Linked DNA regions of Sus scrofa: region 1 is linked to region 2. Evidence: chromatin contacts called from public HiChIP or PLAC-seq data. All regions are on one chromosome and are shown on one strand. Each heading gives the region's core, a stretch centred on a gene start, on an enhancer-like site or on the middle of the called end of the contact. The rest is flanking DNA. Distances are from core to core; before and after follow the strand shown. Region 1 overlaps LOC102165506 (a long non-coding RNA gene). Region 2 overlaps FGGY (FGGY carbohydrate kinase domain-containing protein).

The links. HiChIP or PLAC-seq counts read pairs in DNA pulled down with a chosen protein or histone mark.
Region 1: an H3K27ac HiChIP or PLAC-seq map of alveolar macrophages shows a contact between it and region 2. The contact joins two enhancer-like sites. A contact is called at or near these places in 2 of 2 datasets of contacts at active chromatin or transcription factors (alveolar macrophages and skeletal muscle).

The regions. Positions count from the first base shown.
Region 1 is chr6:153,369,965-153,376,336 of Sscrofa11.1, reverse strand. The region is part of intron 3 of LOC102165506 (a long non-coding RNA gene); the gene reads right to left. Among named protein-coding and RNA genes, the nearest start is that of FGGY, 160 kb to the right of the region's middle. Within about 2 kb of position 1,931, at least 1 of the 83 cell types and tissues checked has an H3K27ac peak or open chromatin away from gene starts, as enhancers often do. A contact at or near this core is called in alveolar macrophages, where this site is marked.
Region 2 is chr6:152,972,049-152,978,420 of Sscrofa11.1, reverse strand. The region is part of intron 7 of FGGY (FGGY carbohydrate kinase domain-containing protein); the gene reads left to right. Among named protein-coding and RNA genes, the nearest start is that of FGGY, 240 kb to the left of the region's middle. Within about 2 kb of position 1,515, at least 10 of the 83 cell types and tissues checked have an H3K27ac peak or open chromatin away from gene starts, as enhancers often do. A contact at or near this core is called in alveolar macrophages, where this site is marked.

The sequences.
Region 1 (6,372 bases), core at 682-3,181, 400 kb before region 2:
CCCAAAGTGGTAAAGGGCTAAAAGTTTCTCTCACTTTATTACCTAATATCTCAGTACAATTTACCTAAGAAGGAAGAAAGCCAGAGATGTTTTATTCTTTTAATCATAAAGATGTTAGCAATGATAATAACTGCTATATTTGGTGTCAGGCCCCGCACTTTGCATTCATTAGCTCGCTTAAGCCTCCCAATAACCTCGTGAGGTGGGAAACATCAGCCTCATTTTACAATGGAGAAAGGAAGGCTCAGAAAGTGTGAATCAGTTGCTCCAGGTCATACAGCTATTCCGTGGGAGTGTCAGAGCCAGGTCTGGAGACACCCAAGCGTGTCAGCTTCACCACACGGTGCATGTGCTCTAGAAAAGAGGAAAATGGGTGGGAAAGCGGAGGACAAACAGATGGACAAACAGCCATGAAAGTGTCTTCACATAGCAAATGGACTCTTCTGTAGCATGAGGAATAAGGAAGACCTGCTCCCTAACCAAGTCGGAGCTGTTGGGTCAAAGTTAGTGGGAGGCAAATATTATTCAGTGTGAGAAGGGAGCACTGTGCTTTGTGGAGTCAGGGGCCTCAGATGGAGCCCCCAGTCTGGAGGGGAGTAAGCAGGACTTGAAGATGATGCATCTAGGATGGAGGAGAAGAGAAGACTGGAGAAGGCCACTCCTGAGATGCCTCCCAGCTCAGAGATCCCACAGTGTGTGAAAATGCCAGGCTCTGCAGGGCAGATACCATGCTCAGTACTACCTGCTCCCCCCATTATCCAGCACAGACCCACTCAGTCAGTGGTGAGGACACGTTTGCTGGGGCCCAGTGTTACAGGAGACACAATGGATTTTCTCTGCATGGGCCTCAGAATGGGCCCTCAGGGAGCAGCTCTCTCCTGGCCACATGAATAGGTCTCAACTCCAGCAAATGGTGACCCAGAATAAAACCTTCATTGCCCAGTATCTCCAGCTCTAAATCTGGCAGTGTGGCCAAGGCCTAGTTAATCGGAAGTAAACAGAACTGCCAAGGGGGAGGGGGTGGGAGTTGGATAGATCAGGAATTTGGGGCTAGTAGATGCAAACTATTGCATTTGTAGTGGATAAGCAATGGGGTCCTACTGTATAGCCTGGGGAACTAGATCCAATCATTTGTGATGGAACATGATAGAAGATAATATGAGAAAAAGAATATATGTATGAAACTGGGTCACTTTGCTGTATAGCAGAAATTAACAGAACATTGTAAATCAACTATAATTTAAAAAATTTAGGACTTCCTGCCCTGGCTCAGTGGTTAACGAATCTGATAGCATCCATGAGGATGCAGGTTCGATCCCTGGCCTTAGTGGGTTAAGGATCTGGCGTTGCTGTGAGCTGTGGTGTAGGTCTCAGATGTGGCTCGGATCCCACATTGCTGTGGCTGTGGCATAAGCCTGCATCTACAGTTCCGATTCGACCCCTAGCCTGAGAACCTCCATATGGCAAGGGTGCGGCCCTTAAAAGCAGAAAAAAATAAAATAAAAATAAAAATATGAAAAAAAAAGAAGTAAATAGAACTGGAGTGGGCAAATTCCAGGAAGTGTCCTCTTGTGCCACTCTCTGGCCTGACAAATGGATCTAATGATTCAAGCCTGCGCAACCCCCCTGCATCACGAGGTGGAAGCCATGAGGATGGCAGAGCAGTAAGACAGCGGCTTACCAGGGAGTGGCTACCCGAGCCCTGTGCTGCCCACGTGACCATGACCAGAGAGAGAAAGAAGCTTTACCATGTGGGGGTTTCTCTTACTCCTGGCAGAATCCAATTCTAATTCTCACAGAGTTGAAAAAGGTCAAAATCCAAAAACAACCACATGAAAAAATGATTGTGAAAGCAAGTCTGGTAGGATTATTAAGATGTAAATAATCATAGAAAAGGAGGAAAGAGGAAGACAAAGAGAATAGGAGGAAGAAGGAGGAGGGGGGAAGAGGAAGAGGTGAGGAGGAGGAGAGGGGAAGGGGGGGAGGGGAGGGGAGGGGAGGAAGAGGGCAACAACAACAAAAATGACAATGATGATTATGACAAGAATGTGTCCTGTTTATGACCAGGAGACACTATTCCTGATCCTCAAGCTAGAAAGAACTCAACGTTCCCAGGGCCGCCATCCTAGTTCATACACCCATCACATCTCAGATGAAATGCTGGGCCAATTTTCTATTTGGTATCTGTCTCTGGTCTCTCCTTGCCTCTCCTCCATCCATCCTGCAGACTGTTATCGAGGACATCAGCATCACTCCCTTCTTCCCAGTCCTTCCTCGCCTCCCTCTGTGCCTCAGACTAGATAAGAGCTCCTTAGCTTGACACTTGCCCAAACCATCCCTGCCTTATATCCCCTTCACACCTCCCTCCCACTCACATTTCCGTTTTAGGAAGAGTAAATTAGTCCCTCTTCCCCAAATGTCCCTGCTAAATTCCTGCCCCGTCTTTGTTTACACTGGCTTCTCCACCTGGGGTTGGGATGCCCTTTACCCACATCTCTTGAGTGCTGACACCTCATCTGTCTTTCCTGTCTCAGGCCAAAGGCCCTCCTCTCCATGAATAATTCTCAAATCTGTTTGCTCCAGGGGTGATCAATCACTAAAGCCTAGGGATTTTCTCCTATCTCAGGCTACCTCCCTCAACCCTCACCCTAAAGCCCGTCTATGGTAAGAGAACTCAACAACAGAGGGAGGAAGAGGCAGAAGAAGGAAAGGAGGGAAGGAATATGTCTCTGGGGTGCAGGATTAAGACTAGTCACTATTAAACTCTGTCCAGGATTCCCCAGTGCTTCTTGGTCCAACCCCCCTGCGTGACAGTCAAGGTACCCCCATAATCTAACCTTTCCTCACTTTTAATTGCTGCAAAGATGTCCCAGGCCAGGTGGATTAAATGTCATATCCCAAGATTTTCCACCTCTGAGACTGTATTCCTGTGGCCTCCGTCTATGCTCTTCCTTGTCCCATAAAGACCCTCCATTTTCAAGGCTCTGTTCCACTTTACTCCTCTATGGAGCCCCCCTGATCCTCTCAGTCATCGCCCCTTTTCTGAGTCTCCTCCTGTCTCACAGAGCGTTCATTATGCTCCTTCTTCCATTATACTTGCTAGACAGAGCATGGAGCTTTGGAATTAGATATGTCATTGGCCAAGATAGTAAGCTTGCTCTGCCTCTGTTTCCCTCTCTGTAAAATGGGGATCCTAACACCTGCCTCACAGAGTAGTTGTGAAGATTTAATGAGATAAACTGGTGTTGAAAACAAGGTTAGTGTCACCTTCCCTTCGGAACTCAGTGGACAAGTTGAGTGTTGCTGTGATCTGGCAACATCTGCTCGAGACAGGCTTGACTGTGTGGTCAAGAGCAAACCCTGATACTTCTAGCACCAGAGAGACAACATGACCTCATGGCTAGAGAACCAGGTAACCTTAGGCAAAAGGTTTCTCAAGTGCCCAGTTTGGACCCTGGGGCAGACAAGTATCCCGGGACAGACCAGGCTTCCTGGTTGCCAGGAAGCAAAGGAGAGCAGCATGGAAGTCCTCCTTGATCTGGTGAGGCTGGTGCAACAGTGGGACCTCTGATGGGAGTGCTCAGAATACCTCAAGGGAAGTCTTGAGTCAAATGTCCCCCAGTACTGAGTGCTGGCCAGACCTCTCAGGGAATTTGCTTCTCTCAGAGACCCATTGTTTGAGAGGGAACTGAATAAATGCAAGGTTTCAGAAGAGGGAGCCAGCCTGAAGGGTGGACAAAGATACCACTCTCACTGAGTTCATCTGAGGAAAGGAAGTTCAGAGGGCTTGGGTCCTGGTGTCCTGTATCTGATGGGCTGTCACGGGGATAGAAATGAGTGAAGTTGATCAGATGCAAAAGACAGTAGGGAGTGTTGAGAATACACTCATAGAGCGATATAGGCAGTGGAGTACAACTGACCATTACATAGTCGGATATGGGTCCAGATCCTCCAGCGTTTCTAGAGAAGATATAAATCTTAGTTTTCTTACAAAGTACTGCAATTTTTCATTTTGGCAAGTCATTCAAAAATTGTCATACCGCTGCACCAATCAACACTATGAAGGATGAACAAAACACATTTCTAGAAAATGAAAGGGTCCCCGAGTTGGGATTTTGAAGTCTTTGGATGAGATGACCTCTGGGGTTGCTTCTAGATAGTACTCTATGTTTATAAAATGGTCCATAAATCTGGGGTTGTTTGATTCAAATGGTGGGTGTTGGCATCCTGTGTCTTAGGAAAACACACTCTGGCATGTCTCTTTAGTGCCATTACTGCTCCCATCTGCCAAAGAAGGGTGGGTTGAGAGCACATGGGGGCTCAAGACAGATCGGTGTTCAAATCCCAGCCCTGACACTTTGTCATTCTTTGACCTTGGGCAAGGAATTTAATTTCTTTTTTTTAAATTTAATTTTATTTTTTTAATGATTTCCCCAATACAATTTTTTTTCTACTGTACAGAATGGTGACCCAGTTACACATACATGCACACATTCTATTTTCTCACATTATCATGTTCCATCATAAGTGACTAGACACAGTTCCCAGTGCTACACAGCAGGATCTCATTGCTAATCCATTCCAAAGGTAATAGTTTGCATCTGTTAACCCCAAGCTCCCCAACCACCCCACTCCCTCCCCCTCCCCCTTGGCAACCACAAGTCTATTCTCCAAGTCCATGATTTTTCTTTCTGTGGAAAGGTTCCTTTGTGCTGTATATTAGAATCCAGATACAAGTGATATCATATGGTATTTGTCTTTCTCTTTCTGACTTACTTCACTCAGGATGAGAGTCTCTAGTTCCATCCATGTTGCTGCAAATGGCATTATGTCATTCTTTTTTATGGCTACGTAGCATTCCATTGTGTATATATACCACCTCTTCCGAATCCAATCATCTGTCGATGGACATTTGGGTTGTTTCCATGTCCTGGCTATTGTGAATAGTGCTGCAATGAACATGCGGGTGCATGTGTCTTTTTAAAGGAAAGTTTTGTCCAGATATATGCCCAAGAGTGAGATTGCTGGATCATATGGTAGTTCTACATACAGTTTTCTAAGGTACCTCCATACTACTCTCCATAGTGGCTGTACCAGCTTACATTCCCACCAAAAGTGCAGGAGGGTTCCCTCCAGCATTTGCTATTTGTGGACTTACTAATGGTGGCCATTCTGACTGGTGTGAGGTGGTATCTCGTGGTGGTTTTGATGTGCATTTCTCTAATAATCAGTGATGTTGAGCATTTTTTCAAATGATGCAACTGACAAGGTCTTAATCTCTAGAATATACAAGCAACTTATACAACTCAACAGCAAAAAAGTCAACAACCCAATTGAAAAATGGGCAAAAGACCTGAATAGACATTTTCCCAAGGAAGATGTACAGATGGCCAAAAAGCACATGAAAAAAATGATTTAATTTCTGACCTCTAATTCTTGAGCTTGAAAGAGCAGCTGAATTTATTGAGTTTACAAGTGCTTTATTTATTAATTACTTCAGTGTTCTAAACAACCCTTAGAAGGTGGGCAGAATTACCATGACTTTCATTCCACAGATGAGAAGACTGAGGCAAATAATGAAGGTTTCACAGCTATTAAATGGGAAGCTGAGATGCAAACTCAGACACTCTCCAGGGTCTGTGCTTTTAGCATGTTGCAATGCTGGCTGGAATCTGAGAAATGGGGATGATAGTGAGTGAGCCCCAGGAGTTTCATGAGAAAAAAGTGAGGATGCATGGAAGATAACGAGCCCAGTGCCTGCATATTCTAACAACACAATAACATATTAACCTTTTCCAATGTTCATTTTCACTCTCTCTTTCTCCTCTCTGTCTCTCTCTTAATTATTACAGTAGGGAATATTTCAACACTCACCTCCAGACACACACACACACACCTTTTTTTTTTTTTTTATTAACCTTCATATCATGGTTGATTCCTATTCACTTTTCCATTCCATGCACTCCCTCCCTAGTCCCTTCCCAATCTTTTTGTTTAATCCTCAGTATTTTTTATCAGGTAAATCTATCATTAGGTAATGTTTTAATAACACGTTCCTCATCAGATAGTGGATGTTACGTATTCCCTATAACTAGCCATGCTCTATGGTAAATCTTATCCTTAAAAGGAAATTCATGACTCATGAATAACCAAACTGCCAACAGGGAAGCCAAGGAGTTCTCACTTATGAAAATTATTATTGTTTGATTGATTTTTAACCCACCCACTGCCTGAGGGCCCTTTGAGTCATGCTGTACATACGCAGCATGCAAACTGGAGGGGGCTGATTGGCTGGGGATGAAGTCAGGGTTATTTAATATCCTATATTTATAATATCTACTTACAAGGGAAAAATCTCCTCTGTTTTATGCA
Region 2 (6,372 bases), core at 266-2,765:
TGATTCTGATGTCAGAATCTGGCTTCTGAACACAAGGAAAATGAAAAGTCTTGAGGTAATACAACATAGGAGTTCAAATCCTGGTTTGAACACCAATCCTAGTTCCATCTGCTGTCTCTGTGACCTTGGGAAGTTGCTTGATACTTCATGCCTCAGTTTTTTTCCTCTCTGAAATGGGTATAGTACTTGCACGCACCTCATAGAGTTGTTTGAAGAATAAATGAGCGACATTCTGTAAAGCTCTTTAGTGTCTGGCAGTGCCGTGTATATTTAGCTATGATTGATGGGATCTAAACGAATGTGTATTATGAATGATAGAAGTGTTCAAGGCGAAGTCATTCTTTTATTTTAAAAAATACGTGATATTTTCCTTTTATGTGCCAGGCATTGTTGTAGATGTTTGGACATAGTGGTGAATAGAGACAAGTTCCTGCTCCTATGAAGCTTCCTTCTTGTTGGGAGTGTCCATAACCTCCCATAGAAACATACTCATGAATATTTTTATATACACAGTATGCATGCATACAGAGTATGCATGCACATGTGTGCTTGTGTATCCACATATATGTTTATGTGCACATCTGTCTGTGCATGTGTATATGTGTGTGTTTGTGCATATGTGTGCACAGATGTGCCTCTATTGGCATGCTCAGCAATGTGCATGTACGGCTGAATGCTTGTGCATATGTGTTTGTGTACATGTATGTATACCAGTATACATATGTGTGTGTGCATATGTATATGCACATTTGGATATGTGTGTTTGTGCATGTGTGGGCATATGTGTACATGTGTGTATTTGTATATGCATCATTATGTGTTTATCAGGTACTGCTAAGTGTTATTAAGAACAGGTCTGTGTAAAGCAGTAGAGAGTGCCAGGAGTGAGAGAGTGCCAGTACAGAGAGTTCTGGAAAGTTTAATCCAGAGTGGTGACATTTGAGGAAACTGACCTCAATGAAGAGAGGGAACATTTTATGGTATAAGAAGCAAGGTAGCAGATAATTCAATTAGCAAATATGTGTTAGACCCATACTTGGCCTCAGATGCCATGTAGGGCATGGGGGCTGCCAGGCTGAAGATGATCCAGTCTTTTCTCTGGAGGAGCTTAGCAGCTGGTGGAGAAGGCAGACCTGTCATCAGAAAAATCCCATTGTAACCTTCACACTGCCTTTCCCAGATGTGAGGGAAGTGTCACAAGAGCACACGGAATGGATCAACCAGCTCTGCCAGGACAAGTGAGGGAAGCATCACGTAGGAGGTGCAAATGGGACAAGCATTTCAGGAGGCGGGAATGGAAAGTGAAAAGAGTGTGGAAAAGCCTGACTCCATCATGGGTCTTTTCAGTATGGCAAACTTGTTGTGCAAGTATGAGGAAACAGTGAGAGAGGGCCAGGAAATCAGAGCTGTGTACCATGTGTGGATTCTGAACTCCCAGCTTTGCCACTTGTTAGGAGCAAGTTACTTAACTGCTGTCTCAGATTTCCCTTCTGTAAATGGGGATGACAACAGCGCCTCCTCTGGTGGTTGTACTGTACTGGCGCCATTTCCTGACCTGTGTGAGCAATCAACAAGTGTCAGCTCTTCCAGGTCAGAAGCTCAAATGTAAAAAGCCTTGAATTCTAAGTTGAGGAAATTGGATGCTGAAAATCAACCTATCATTCAAATAGCTTCCTTGGCACTGACTGTCGTGTGAAAACTGTCAAGTGTTCTACCTGAAGAATTTGCCTTTGGGCAAGCAGCTAGGATTTGTCATACCAATGGGTGATACTGCAAAGGAACAGATAAAGCAGTAAAAAAAAAAAAAAAACAAAAAAAAAAACCTCATTTTATCTTAGAACAAAAGTTCACTTCAATGGAATGGAGCAGATATTTGTTTTCCCAGGCCCTGGAAATTCAGACATAGCTCACTTGCTGCCAGGGCTTTGCACTCCACCTTTGTAATGTTTGTTACTCAAACTGCAGAAGCATAGCTAGATGGGAAAGTACATTTCTCCATCTCCGACTTCTGTATCTCAGCACCAGGCCTGAGGCTGGAGGATGCTGCTTTTCAGGGTCTCATACCCACTCTGATCTTGGCCACTGTCTTAGTGAGAGGATTTTTGCCTCTGCTCCTGTCTCTTCATCCCATTATCTCTTCTCTTTCTTCAAATCGAAGTAGAGAGTGTACAAAGTCTGCCCAGGCTCACTACAGTCTGAGCTGCTGAATATTCTTCCAGAGCCTTCTAGTATTTCTGTGCCCATCCCTCTGAATATTCCATCTTCATTTTATCGATGACAGTGTCAGATTTTCCCACTAAACTTTCTTCTGTTCCCATTTTGACTAGAACTAGAAAGTACTGTTTGCTAGAAACTGCAAATGGAAAATATAAAGAGAGACAACATGAGAAAATAGATTATTTACATTATTTCCAGTTATCCATAGTAGATTGAAATCATAATATAGATCATCTAAAAAATGAGTATTTTATTTTGAACATAGAATGACATAGGATTTTTTTATTAATTAAGTTTTTTTTAGGATATAGTTGATTTACAGTGTTGAGTCAATTTCTGTTGTATAGCATAGTGACCCAGTCATTTTTTTTCTCATATTATCTTCTATCATGGTCTATCTCCTGATACTGGATATAGTTCCCTGTGCTATACAGTAGGACCCCATTGCTTATCCATGATCCATTCTAAATGTAATAGTTTGCATCTACTAACCCCAAACTCCCAGTCCATCCCACTCCCTCTCCCAACCCCTTGGCAACCACAAGTCTGTTCTCTATATCTGAGTCTTTTTTTTTGTAGATAGGTTCATTTGTGCCCATGTTTTAGATTCCACATATAAGTGATATCATATGGTATTTGTCTTTTTCTTTCTGACCTCACTTAGTATGAGAATCTCTAGTTGCAGTTGTTGCAGATACCATTATTTTTTATTGCTGAGTAGTATTCCATTGTATATATGTACCACATCTTCCTATCTGTTCATCTGTCAGTGTACATTTAGATTTGTTTCCATGTCTTGGCTATTGTGAATAATGCTACAGTGAACATGGGGGTATATGTATCTTTTTGAATGAAAGTTTTTTTTCAGATATATGCCCAGGAGAGGGATATAATTTTAGGTAGGAATGTAAATTGGTACAACCACTGTGGAAAACAGTATGGAGGTTCCTCAGAAAACTAAATATAGAACTACCATATGATGTGCATTTTTCTTTTGTTTGTTTTTATATCTATTTCTGTCCTTATTTACTTATTATAGTGGTTTTCAAATTTGAATATGCATAGTCAACCAAGGAGTTATTTAAAATGTGGGTTACTGGGTCCCCACAACCACCACTATGACAGGTTCTGATCAGTAGATTTGACTGGGCCCTAAACATCTGCCTTGTATACAATCCCCACATGATCCTAATGAACTTCTCCAGTAGCATCTTCGAAGATGTAGGAGTGATGGTCAACACTCAAGTTTATCGCAGTTACCTGTATATAATCTAGAAAGAACAAAATTGTGTTCAAGGAAACTGGAAGAATGAATTTTAAAAATTTTATTTCAAAAGCAGAGCAGGGAGTTCCCGTCATGGCGCAGTGGTTAACGAATCTGACTAGGAACCATGAGGTTGCGGGTTCGGTCCCTGCCCTTGCTCAGTGGGTTGACGATCCGGCGTTGCCGTGAGCTGTGGTGTAGGTTGCAGACACAGCTCGGATGGATCCTGTGTTGCTGTGGCTCTGGCGTGGGCCTGTGGCTGCAGCTCCGATTGGACCCCTAGCCTGGGAACCTTCATATGCTGCGGGAGCAGCCCAAGAAATAGCAAAAGGACAAAAAAAGAAAAAAGAGCAATAAGGAGCTCTTCTGATGTGGTGCCCTTACCATGAACTGGGAACTACCTAAGTGTTTGCGTAGATAACACTTGATATGAACAACAACTATGGGTGCACATTCTTACCACCCCCATATAAAGGCCAGAATGATATTCATCTTGGCTCAGGTATGTGTGGTGGGGTGGGAGGAGAAACTTGAAGGTCTGTCTGACTCTAGGTCTCCTGGTTTTACCATCGTATAGCTTCACCCATGCCTGTGTTGACTGAGTTATCCATAGTTTTTTTTTTAAATGTTCAAGAAACAGAAAACATGGAGAATCTTTGAATCCTATGCTCAGGTCTAGGGAAAGCTAAGGATTGTGTTAAGCTATTGACCTATACAGGTTCCTGGGCTGAATTTAGCATAGAGAGTTAAAAGCGTACCAGCCTTGTGACTCACCACTTTGAAAACTGAGGGGTCATTCTGCCACCAACATCAGTAATATGAGGAAAGACTCTATACACCTTTTATATTCAGGCCTCTCACCACTGAAAGTTGTAAAGAAAAACCCACACAGTTCAGTTCTGTGAAATATATTAAATAAGCCTGAATAATGTGTCTCTTATTCACACATTGTCTGCTTTACTGTGGTGTAACCTTATTGCCCAGCCTAATGCATGTGGCCTAATAATTCTTTCACTATGTGCATATCTCTGAATGCTAACAGATATACAATAATGTTTAAACATTTAAATAGATGGTTACATTACTGTCTCCCCCATTTAGACTGTGAGCTTCTTGTGGGCAATGACTCTGGTCATATTCATCTCTGTAACTTCAGACCACAGCCCTTAACTGAGTAAATATGTGCCTTAGTTAATGTTTTTGTCTATAAACAACATGCTAAGCACTATACTAGTTACTACCAGTTACTGAGGCAAAGTCAGCAATATAGAGAACTAGAGATATAGCATGAGGACTGAGTTCTATAGGAGGTTGAAAAAGGGAGAAGACTTTCAGTAGGAACAATAAGGCAAAGGAAAGACAAAGCTATACTTTGCATGACTTCAGCATAACAGGAATGTTCTGGGTAGTCTACTTGTATAATCTTTACGTCAACTCCAGCAGCTTTCTCAAGGTCATACAACTACTAATGAGAACCTCCAGAATGTCAGCTGCTATGGTCCTTCAGAGAAGTGGGAGGGGTAGCCTTTGAACTGGGCCTACGATAACAGGGGCCTTCCCCACCGAAAGCAATGACATGTAGAGTAATCTGGATGGAGAGAATAGCATAAGTGATGGCACTGAAATGGGGTTGGGAAATACTAAGAATTTCAGTTTGGCCAAAGCCTGTGATATCTGTAAGAAATCCCTGAAAGATGAGGCTATTAAGCTCAAGTCGATGGAGAGAGAATGGCTGTACTTGAGCACCAGGTTGCAAAGTCTGTGCTAGCCCTCTTCTCCTCAGATGTTGTCAAGCCACTGGAGGTAGATGTAAGCAAGAGTTCCCATTGTGGCTCTGTGGTTAAGAACCTGACACAGTGTCTGTGAGGATGAGGGTTCAATTCCCTGGCCTCACTCAGTGGATTAAGGATCTGGCAGTTGTTGCAATCTGCGGTGTAGGTAGCAGATACAGCTTGGATCAGGCCTTGCCATGGCTGTGGTGTAGGCTAGCAGCTGCAGCTCTGATTTGAACCCTGACCCAGGAATGCCATATGCTGTAGATGCAGCAGTAAAAAGCGGGGAGAAAAAGCAGAATTCTTTCCTTTGAAATACAGAATTTTTTTTCCAGTTATTCACCTTTTTTAAAGTTTTTTATTGAAATATGTTGATTTACAATGCTGTGTTAGTTTCAGTATACTGAAGTGATTCAGCTACATATGTATATATAAATATACATATTCTTTTTTAACATTCTTCTCCATTATAGGTTATTATAAGGTATTGAGTAGAGTTCCCTGTGCTATACAGTAGGTCCTTGTTAGTTCTCTATTTTATTTATAATTGTGTGTATATGTTAATCCCAATCTCCTAATTTACCCCTCCCCCCATGCCTTTGATAACCGTAAGTTTGTCTTCTGTCTGTGAGTTTATTTCTGTTTTGTAAATAAGTTCATTTGCATCCTTTTTTTTCAGATTCCATACATAATTGATATCATAGAATATTTGTCTTTCTATTTGCCTTACTTTACTCAGTCTGATAATCTCTAAGTCTTTCCATGTTGCTGCAAATAGCATGATTTCATTCTTTTTTACAGCTGAGTAATATTTGAAAAGATACCTGCACCCCAGTGTTCACAGTAGCAGTATTTACAGCAGCCAAAATGTGCAAACAACCTAAATGTCCATCAACAGATGAATGGATAGAGAAGATGTGGGTGTGTGTGGGTGTGGGTATATATATATATCACAGTCTTTATTGAAATATAGTTTATATACACACGGTGGTATATTACTCAGCCTTAAAAAATGACATGCAGACTTTAGAAGGAGAGAGAGCAAAGGCAGAATGAAAAGTTGTATGCATGTACAGAATTTATCCAACAAAACTGAGTAACTGTGTGCACCAAAAAAAA